3 separate regions of the Mus musculus genome follow, and all the other regions are linked to region 1. The links are chromatin contacts, called in public Hi-C maps. All regions are on one chromosome and are shown on one strand. Each heading gives the region's core, a stretch centred on a gene start, on an enhancer-like site or on the middle of the called end of the contact. The rest is flanking DNA. Distances are from core to core; before and after follow the strand shown.

Evidence for each region. Hi-C and Micro-C count contacts between places; a contact is called where the count stands out from the background.
Region 2: a contact with region 1 is called in a Hi-C map of uterus. The contact joins two enhancer-like sites.
Region 3: a contact with region 1 is called in a Hi-C map of uterus, with 3 times the contacts expected there. The contact joins two enhancer-like sites. A contact is called at or near these places in 18 of 484 Hi-C or Micro-C datasets (the Ba/F3 cell line, the N1E-115 cell line, brown adipocytes and 11 more), 1 of 115 datasets of contacts at active chromatin or transcription factors (astrocytes) and 2 of 9 other capture datasets (embryonic tail and embryonic trunk).

Annotation. Positions count from the first base shown.
Region 1 is chr14:23,519,940-23,522,712 of GRCm38.p6, reverse strand. The region is part of intron 9 of Kcnma1 (potassium large conductance calcium-activated channel, subfamily M, alpha member 1); the gene reads left to right. It overlaps 5430425E15Rik (a long non-coding RNA gene), which reads right to left. Exons shown (of 4, transcript XR_003951125.1): 4 at 1-2,773. Among named protein-coding and RNA genes, the nearest start is that of 5430425E15Rik, 11 kb to the right of the region's middle. RefSeq lists an enhancer at 1,115-2,567. Within about 2 kb of position 1,457, at least 20 of the 459 cell types and tissues checked have an H3K27ac peak or open chromatin away from gene starts, as enhancers often do. A contact at or near this core is called in uterus, where this site is marked.
Region 2 is chr14:22,678,941-22,681,724 of GRCm38.p6, reverse strand. The region is part of intron 5 of Lrmda (leucine rich melanocyte differentiation associated); the gene reads right to left. Among named protein-coding and RNA genes, the nearest start is that of Gm30926, 120 kb to the left of the region's middle. Within about 2 kb of position 1,349, at least 24 of the 459 cell types and tissues checked have an H3K27ac peak or open chromatin away from gene starts, as enhancers often do. A contact at or near this core is called in uterus, where this site is marked.
Region 3 is chr14:22,586,650-22,589,349 of GRCm38.p6, reverse strand. The region is part of intron 4 of Lrmda (leucine rich melanocyte differentiation associated); the gene reads right to left. Among named protein-coding and RNA genes, the nearest start is that of 4930405A10Rik, 45 kb to the right of the region's middle. Within about 2 kb of position 1,434, at least 56 of the 459 cell types and tissues checked have an H3K27ac peak or open chromatin away from gene starts, as enhancers often do. A contact at or near this core is called in uterus, where this site is marked.

The DNA of each region.
Region 1 (2,773 bases), core at 208-2,707:
TAGAGACAGCACAGCTGGGGAGCCATCCAGGCCTTATGTTTCCCATGATGTGGCTTCAATGGCCCCAAACTGAGGTAGTTCTGGCCCAGGTGTTTGGGACAGAGAGAAGAGTGTGGGTGTAGAGGGCTCCACAGATTTTTGGTAGCCAGAAGCTGAGAGGACACATGGAAAGAAAGGAATTAAAAAAAAAAAAAAGACAAGGAGTGGACAAAGGAGAACAGGAAACCAGATGTAATTAGCATGGAAGGAAAATCTCCATGGTGACTTCCCAATTCTAGAGTGGGGAGCAGTTTCTACAGCCAGACCCATATCTTGCTCCAGAGCAATTGCTCTTGCTCTTGAGCTTCAGTGTTGGTCTCTTACTACAAACACCATACTGTTTTATCTAGTAGACCAGTTTCAGGATTTGTAGGTTGGTCCATTTTGAGCTCTTGATTTCCAAGAGATAGAAGTAAACTTATTTAAAGAACTCCATGTATACCTGGGACCATATTTTCTACCCTCATCTGGACCCAATGCTTCAAGAATTCAGAGAATAACTATATCTCCTTCATAATCTCCAGCTTGCCAGGGCATTCCTCTCTGCTAGCTAATCATGGGGCTCTATGCATCTCCTTCTGATTTCTTATGAGTGGGGCCTAGTTTAGCTACTTATTCAATATAGGCTGTTCTTCTCATTCATGTTCATGCTCCCTCTCCCTCTCCCTCTCCCTCTCCCTCTCCCTCTCCCTCTCCCTCTCCCTCTCCCTCTCCCTCTCCCTCTCCCTCTCCCTCTCCCTCTCCCTCTCCCTCTCCCTCTCCCTCTGCCTCTCCCTCTCCCTCTCCCTCTCCCTCTCCCTTTCCCTCTTCCTCTCCCTTTCCCTTTCCCTCTTCCTCTCCCTCTCCCTCTTCCCCCCTCCCCCTCCCTCTCCCTCTCCCCCTCCCTCCTCCTTACTCAGACCCCATGTGTTTCTTTATGCCTACTTACTACCTTGGCTCTACATGGGCTGTTCCTCTATCTTCTCCCTACTTTCAGGTTTTACCCACAGTGATTCCAGGCCATTTTTAAAGGCCATAATATGGCTATTTCCTTAAAAAGATTCTTTTTATTTGCCCCCTCTTGGGGGTCTATCCTTGCCAAAAGAGAATCACCATGTGCTGTACCTTCATGTTTATTCATTCCACATGTGTTTATTGACTGCTTGCTCTGTGCCAGGCATCAGGGACAGATACATTCCAGCACACCTATTAAACCCTCCAGCCGTACAACAGCTCTCGCTCTCTGTTGAGCTATCTGGCCACCTAAGTGGTTGGGAAGTTCAGCTCGAGAGCTTATTTAAACCTGCCTCGGATCCCAGGGAGTCTCCCTGCAATGCTGTGGTTGCTCTCAGCCTGGCCTCCAGTGTGCGAGAGTGGGATGTGGGTTAAGTCATGTGGTGCTATCTTGGCTTGATACCATGGGCCTGCTTTCCTTTCCTGTTTATGTGGATCTCGGGTGACGTTCACTCTCACTTCTCCCAGGCCTGCAAGGGCCGGACTGCTCACGGGAGGGATGTTTCCCATAAGATGTCATTTACGATTTCTCTGCCTCAGACATCACTCAGGTTGAAATGGGACTGAAGTCTTGTATTTTACACAATCTTTGATCCCTTGTCAGGAAAAGCATTGAGCACTTCTCCTCTCGTAGCCCACGTGACTCCCCTGCAATATCTCAGGATTCCTCGATTTTAAAAACCATAAATTAGCAAATCATCAACATATCACCGGGGAGGTTCATCTGGTAGCGATTGTAGTCAGAAGGAAACATGGGCCCTAATAACTGATTTTCACAAAGATACAAAGAATTGTAGACAGACAGATACAGTAAATAGGAAGACAAATAGATAATTCAAGCTGACAGGCCATCTTGAACTGATTAGGCATTCTGCTTTGATTAGCATTAAACTTTTTGTGGAAAGAGGAAAAAAAGAAAAAAAAATGTTGCCCTCATACTTTGGGAAAACGACCCCTGATGACTTCTGAAATTGGGCACTGAGAGGCAGATCACAGCGCATTTGGCATTAGATGCCCCACATGATGTAGTGTCCCAAGTAGTCCTTTCCAATGACAGGGGCCTTGGTGGGTGTGGATGCAGATACTTCCTCCTTGGCATCTGCTTTGGGTCCTTCTCAGGCACGTCTCCAGTCCTTTTCAAACTTGAACATCTGAAAAGAGACTTGGCTGCATAGTCAATCAAACTCTAGGTAATGCGGATGGGATGAAGGCCTCCCCTCTGCCCCCCTTCCCTGCTGTCTTTCTTCCCTTCCACACACTTAGCAGAATGTTCCACCTATTGTTCTCTAAACAAGAATAGAAATGTAGGTGGGAGATGAACTGGGTACCTTGCGGGGTGGGGGCGCATTCAAGCATCGACTTTTGCTTTCAAATATCCTACCTCCATTTACAAAGGAATTCTGATTGTGAATTTTCTAATTATAATCCCGAAAGATTCTTTCTGCTCAGCCTCATGTTTGATGGAGTGAGTCCTTGCTGGGTAGATTTAGAATCCCAGGAACAAATGCAAGCATCCGAGACTAAGTTGCACCCTATTTTCTGTCTTCCTGACATGCCATTCATTCTGATAGAAGTCTTTCCAGAGTTGCGACGAGCAGTTCCTTGCAGACTTGGGGTTCTTTCCACCACTGCTGTCACCATGCTCTGAAAATAAAACAGCAAACTTTCTCACTGGCCAAGTCCAGCGTCTCTTTGTATTAAAATATCATAGACATCAATGCAGCATGAAGGATGTGGAAAT
Region 2 (2,784 bases), core at 100-2,599, 840 kb after region 1:
AAATCTGAGGTTGGGGTAGATATAGCAGAAACAGAGCCACAGGTTTTTAAGTCTTATCTAAAAGTCAAACAAAGATTGATGGATCCTGTAGAACAATGGCAGAGGATGGGGCAGGATGAAGGGAGATGCTCCCACAATGCATTTATGTAGAAATCAGATCCTGGAGTTGAGAACTTATGATTAGGAAAGGCTACAGCATTCTCCAAACAGGAAAAAGATCCTTACACATATTCTCTCTCATTCATCCAGCAATTCAGACACAGAACATCAGAATGTGAGCTCCCCAACATGCCACTTTAACAGAGTGATTATTTTGACCTAAAGACCTTTGAGCAAAAGTAGATATAAGATCTCAGCTCCTGTCCAATTTGCCTAAAAGCAAGACATAAATTTTTAAAGGAATCTCTTTCCTCTGCCTACCAGGAAAAACAGAAGATTAATCACAGAAGATAACTCTAGACCCTGCACCAGTAGATGGCCCTGAGAACCCAAATTGCTCCAGAGCCCTTATCCAGTCCCTCTGCCACATCTTTAGCTTCCTAATTATTGTCCTAGAAACTTGAAGTCTATTTACTTTATCATACCCCATGTTCCATCCATGTGTTACTAAACTTCTGGAATGGTTTCTTTTTCTTGTTAACCAGCATGCATGGCTTCAGTGGACCACAGTTCACAAGAACACAATAGTACTTTTCTCTCCTCAACTATATAAGAAATATATTGGGCTTCTAGTTTCTGCCAAGTGATGTTTAAGTGTTCAGGGCACAAAGATTTACATTTTCGTAGCTCAACAGCCAGAAAATTCATAAAGAAAACCTAATTCTAATGGTGGCGGATCTCATAGAGCAAATAAAACTGGGTAGTGAAACCAGAGTGATTCGGGGTAGTTGTGACCTTCAGCAATGACTTTAGTATCCATGGTGAGAAAAGATCTCTCCCAGAAGGCGACAATCAAAAAAGACAAGGAGCTGGAACTCAAAAGATAACCAGAGTCCGATGCAAGAGAAGAAAGACATCAAAATCTGACAATAGGGATCTCTAAAGGGAGAAGCCACTTAGACCTCACCTCTGAAGCTGCTAGCCCTATTTGTGCCTGCTAGGTCTTGAGGCCCCAGCTGGGCTGTCCAGGGGTATACACAGAGTCCCTGAACTGTCTGCTCAGTTGGGTTTTAATAGACTGCCTCTATTAATTATGAGGCTGCCAGCAACGCCCCCACCCCAACTCCCAGCTAAATAAAGCTACCCCAGTTGCTTGGCTGAAAGTTTGAAACACACGCACATACAATGTCTTGGTGTGTGCAGCATTTGGCTCTTTGCTGAGAGTTTTGCCTTCCTTTTGCAGTTAATAATTAGCTCTGCCTTGGTCCTCACAAAGGGTGCCACCTAAACAAAAGCACACGCTAAGTGCGTTCGCTATACTTGCCACCCGAATAAATAGGCAAAGGGATGATTAATGAATGAGGGGGGAATTCCACACAACAGTGAGCGAAAACAAAGGCCCATGGGTTTGTTGCCCACAAACCCAGACAAGCACTATCCAAAGAGGTGACAGAAAGCAATACCCCAAAAGCTCTGTTTAACAGACAGGTTGTGAAGACTTCATTTTGCCTTGTTATGACAGCCAAAGTGTTTTTAGTACATTCTGACATGTTAAAGGGCCAGGGTCAGCTGAGGCAAAAGCACAGGTTGTTGGAGGAGTTGTCCTGCAGGGGTAGGGAGGGGCACATTTTTTTGTGTGAGTGACAGAGGCAGCCCAAATGCCTCAGACAACACTCTTGAGACTCTTTTGTGAGGCAAGGCCTGAGCAGACATTTTCAAAGAGTTGTTTGGATGTCACACGAAAGCAGATGAGGCACCACACAAACACCCCAGCTGAAGCTGTCTGACAGGACCTGTCCCAGCCTCAAAATGGCTGCCTCATACAGCAGGCTGGGCCTTGGGGCTAGCTAATAAAGAACTCAGTTCTAAGGCCTCTGTCATCAAGTGACAAGAACTGAAGGGCTCTCTGCAGCAATGTGCGGGCTCAGGAGGGTCCTGGCTGATCGGAGACCTTTGTACACATTCTCCTCTCGTTCATTCTCAGGGAAATGTACCCCCCTCGCTCCCCCAAGGATATGGCCGTGGCCTTCATCTCTTTGGCCTAGTTAGATTTTAATGGTCTGTGTAGGGATGAGCTGGTGAGGACTGGCCACTGGCCAAACACTAGGGAGGCTGGGTTAGCTTTCTAAGCACTTCCTCACCTCCTCTTTGTAACCCCCCTTCCCCCTCCCCTCCACCCAGAGTTTTCCCTGTCAACCAGGTGCCCATTCCCACAGGCTCTCTTTCCAGCCAGGTGTCTGATGGGAAAGGATCTGATAAATTAATCCCCATGGAAGATTTAGGTGATAATGAGCTGAAAGGGACATTTGCATTTTAATGGAGGCCTCTAACAGCCTCAAGGCCTCCAAGAACCAGCAATGCAAGAACTGTGCAGTTGTAAGCTCTCAGGGCAGGCCAGGGGAGAGGTATTTACCAGCAAGATGTTCCCAGGGTTGCATCACACAGACTTCTGCAGGAATCTATACATTCAGACATCACCCTCCTTCCACCTGTGTGACTAAGGACTGGAGATCATGCCATGGGAGGAAGTGGGTGCCCAGTGCTCTGAACGGGAGCCCCTGAATGAGTAGGAGAGGTGGCACCACCCAATAAATGATGCAAACATAGACTGGGCCTTTCTCAAGGAGACCACCATCCTCAGATAACACGCAAGGCAGCAGATGTGCTGAAAAAGGATGCTTACGT
Region 3 (2,700 bases), core at 185-2,684, 930 kb after region 1:
GTCTGAAAGGTGATGTTCGGCATTAAGTCTCTGCTGACTTTCAGCCATCATTCTTCTTGAAGGAAAAGATAAGAAGGTGTTAGCATCCAGGGGTCTTCACGGGGTTTGTTTTCTCTGCCAGATGAAGAAGGAGAAAACAAGAAATATCTGGAGTGAGGCAGGATGCAGTGGAGAAATCCTGAACATAGAACAGGAGCAGACAGAATCAGCGGTCAAAGAAAGGCTTTTATGGGGTGAGGAAACACACAGAAGGCAGGCACATGAAGAAAGAGATGCCCTGCTTTGCAGAGGCAACGGGGAAAGCTAAACTCAGATCTCCTCCAGGACTGAAGCGTTAAGGGTCTGTGAGAGGAGTCTTTCTTCCCCAAGTTTAGAGTTCCTTAGTTTGAACAAAGGCAAGGAGGCAAATAGGTCAGTATCTTTGGGGTAAACAGGTCCTGGCGTGGCCTTGAACTTGTCCATAGGCTGAGTTCCCTGGTGGTGAGATTTAAAAAAAAAAAAAATCTTTCTTTTAAGCTCCTAGGCTTTTCTCTCAGGTCAGGAGTATAAGGAAGAAATCAGCCATCTTGGAATTTCACCACCTTATTATCTAGTCATGTCTCTCTCTCTCTCTCTCTCTCTCTCTCTCTCTCTCTCTCTCTCTCTCTCTCTCTCTCTCCTTTCTCCTTTCTCTGCCTATCAGCAAATCAGTCTATCTCTTAGTCTCTCTCTCTCTCTTAAAAAAAAAAAAAAACTGCCAGAAGAAAAAAAAAAAAATAGGAAGGGGGTGGAGAGATGACTCAGCGTTTAAGAGCACTGACTGTTCTTCCAGAGGTCCTGAGTTCAATTCCCAGCAACAACATGTTGGCTCACAATCATCTGTAATGGGATCTGATGCCCTCTTCTGGTGTGTCTGAAGACAGTTACAGTATACTCATAAAAATAAATAAGTAAATAAATCTTTAAGAAAGAGAGAGAGAGAGAGAGAGAGAGAGAGAGAGAAACTATTCTGAGCACCCAGGTTTCCACCCCTGACTTTCTATATGCATTTTGTATGGTATCAAAATCTGCAAGAGGCCCAAGTTCATATTCATGCAACAGCAGTGCCTTATCCACACAGCGAAATGCAAATGAGTTCAGACCCCGCTCACTTCTCAGCCATGAGCAAACACAAATGGCTAAGGGAATCCAGGCATGGTTATACTCCTACAACAACAGGCCCCGGGCTCTGCTCAACCACTCAGTAGTACGCCCATGTTCACAGAGAAATTTAATGAGCCTGTATTACTGTGGGGATGGATGCCAAGAAAGTCCAACTATGTACACAAAGGTAAATGAGGAAGCCAAAGGGTTAGGCACTGGGAAAAGGGTAGGAAAGATGGAACAGAGAGAACAATATACACAAACCTAGTCATTTCCCATTCCAGGTCTGGTGGTTAGTCACACATGAACTAAGCCTGAGCTGAAAACTTTGAAGTCAACATCTCCCATGGAAACAAAACAGCAGACACACTTGTTTTGATGTATGGCTGGGTGACATAAATATTACATCACATGACCACAGAGGATGCCAATCAATAGGAATTTTTTTTTTCAACAGCACTAAATGAACCACAGGTTCCTGCTTCTGAATGCTATTGCTTAAATGATTAATAGATGAAGCATTGTTCAAAACCACACTTAAAGTGAAAAACAGTAAACTGTAGAAGTATCATTCATTGCTTAAGTCATTTGCTAGCAAAAATGCCGTACAAATTTACATAGAGCTTCCACTATGATGATTTCCGTGACAGCCAGAGAGAAGGTAGACCTCACACTTTGTGGATGAAGGGGCAGGAAAATAGTTTACCCAACGTGGGATAGGCCATTGTTCTGCTTTGTTTAAACACATATGCCACAGGAACTCTGGATTCAAAAGCCATATTGTGAAACCCTAAAACTTCTCAGGGGTAAATGAATCACCAACCAGGATGAAGAAATCAAGCCTGCGGAAAGACCACAGAGCTGAGCTATGCCATGGCCACATCTCACTCTTCCAAATACAGGGAAGAGTGCTTTTCAAGTCAACAATTAAAATAAAATGAATAAAAAATTTAAGCACATTAGAGAACCAGTCCAGCATTTCACAAGATGATGTAGTGAATTTGTAACGGAGTAGGAACACATTTAAGACCTCTATTGTTCCTGGTGGCTGCCTTTTCTCCAAGTGTGAGCATCTACCAGTCACTGTGTGGATAACTTATAGGTTTTCAAAGGCAATTGTGGCTAGATGTGATTTGGGCTGTGTGCAGGCTCTTGATTCCTGTCCCTCAAGGCAGTATTGTCATAAATACACAAACAAACAGCCTTCTCAGCCCCATCTCTCACATCCTGCCAGCAACACAGACCTGAGACGGGGAGGACATGCTTGGGGGACTGCCAAGGTGGATACACGAGGATTGCTCTTAGAGAAACAAACTTACTGCAAAAACACTGACCCACAACTCAGACTTGGATTGAGTCTGGATGATAGTTGCTACTGGCTTACTGGATCGGATACCTACGAAGGGAGAGTAATCCCAAACACCCCAGCATAGTCACGTAGCCACATTCCCATGACTGAGGTTTGCATTCAGCTTCAAGAGACAAGGACTCTGCTTTTGCTCAGTGGTAATCCTTCTCTCCATGTACACATGTCTATAGCAGTGAGAGGAACACAAATGATGGAATGTATAACATGGG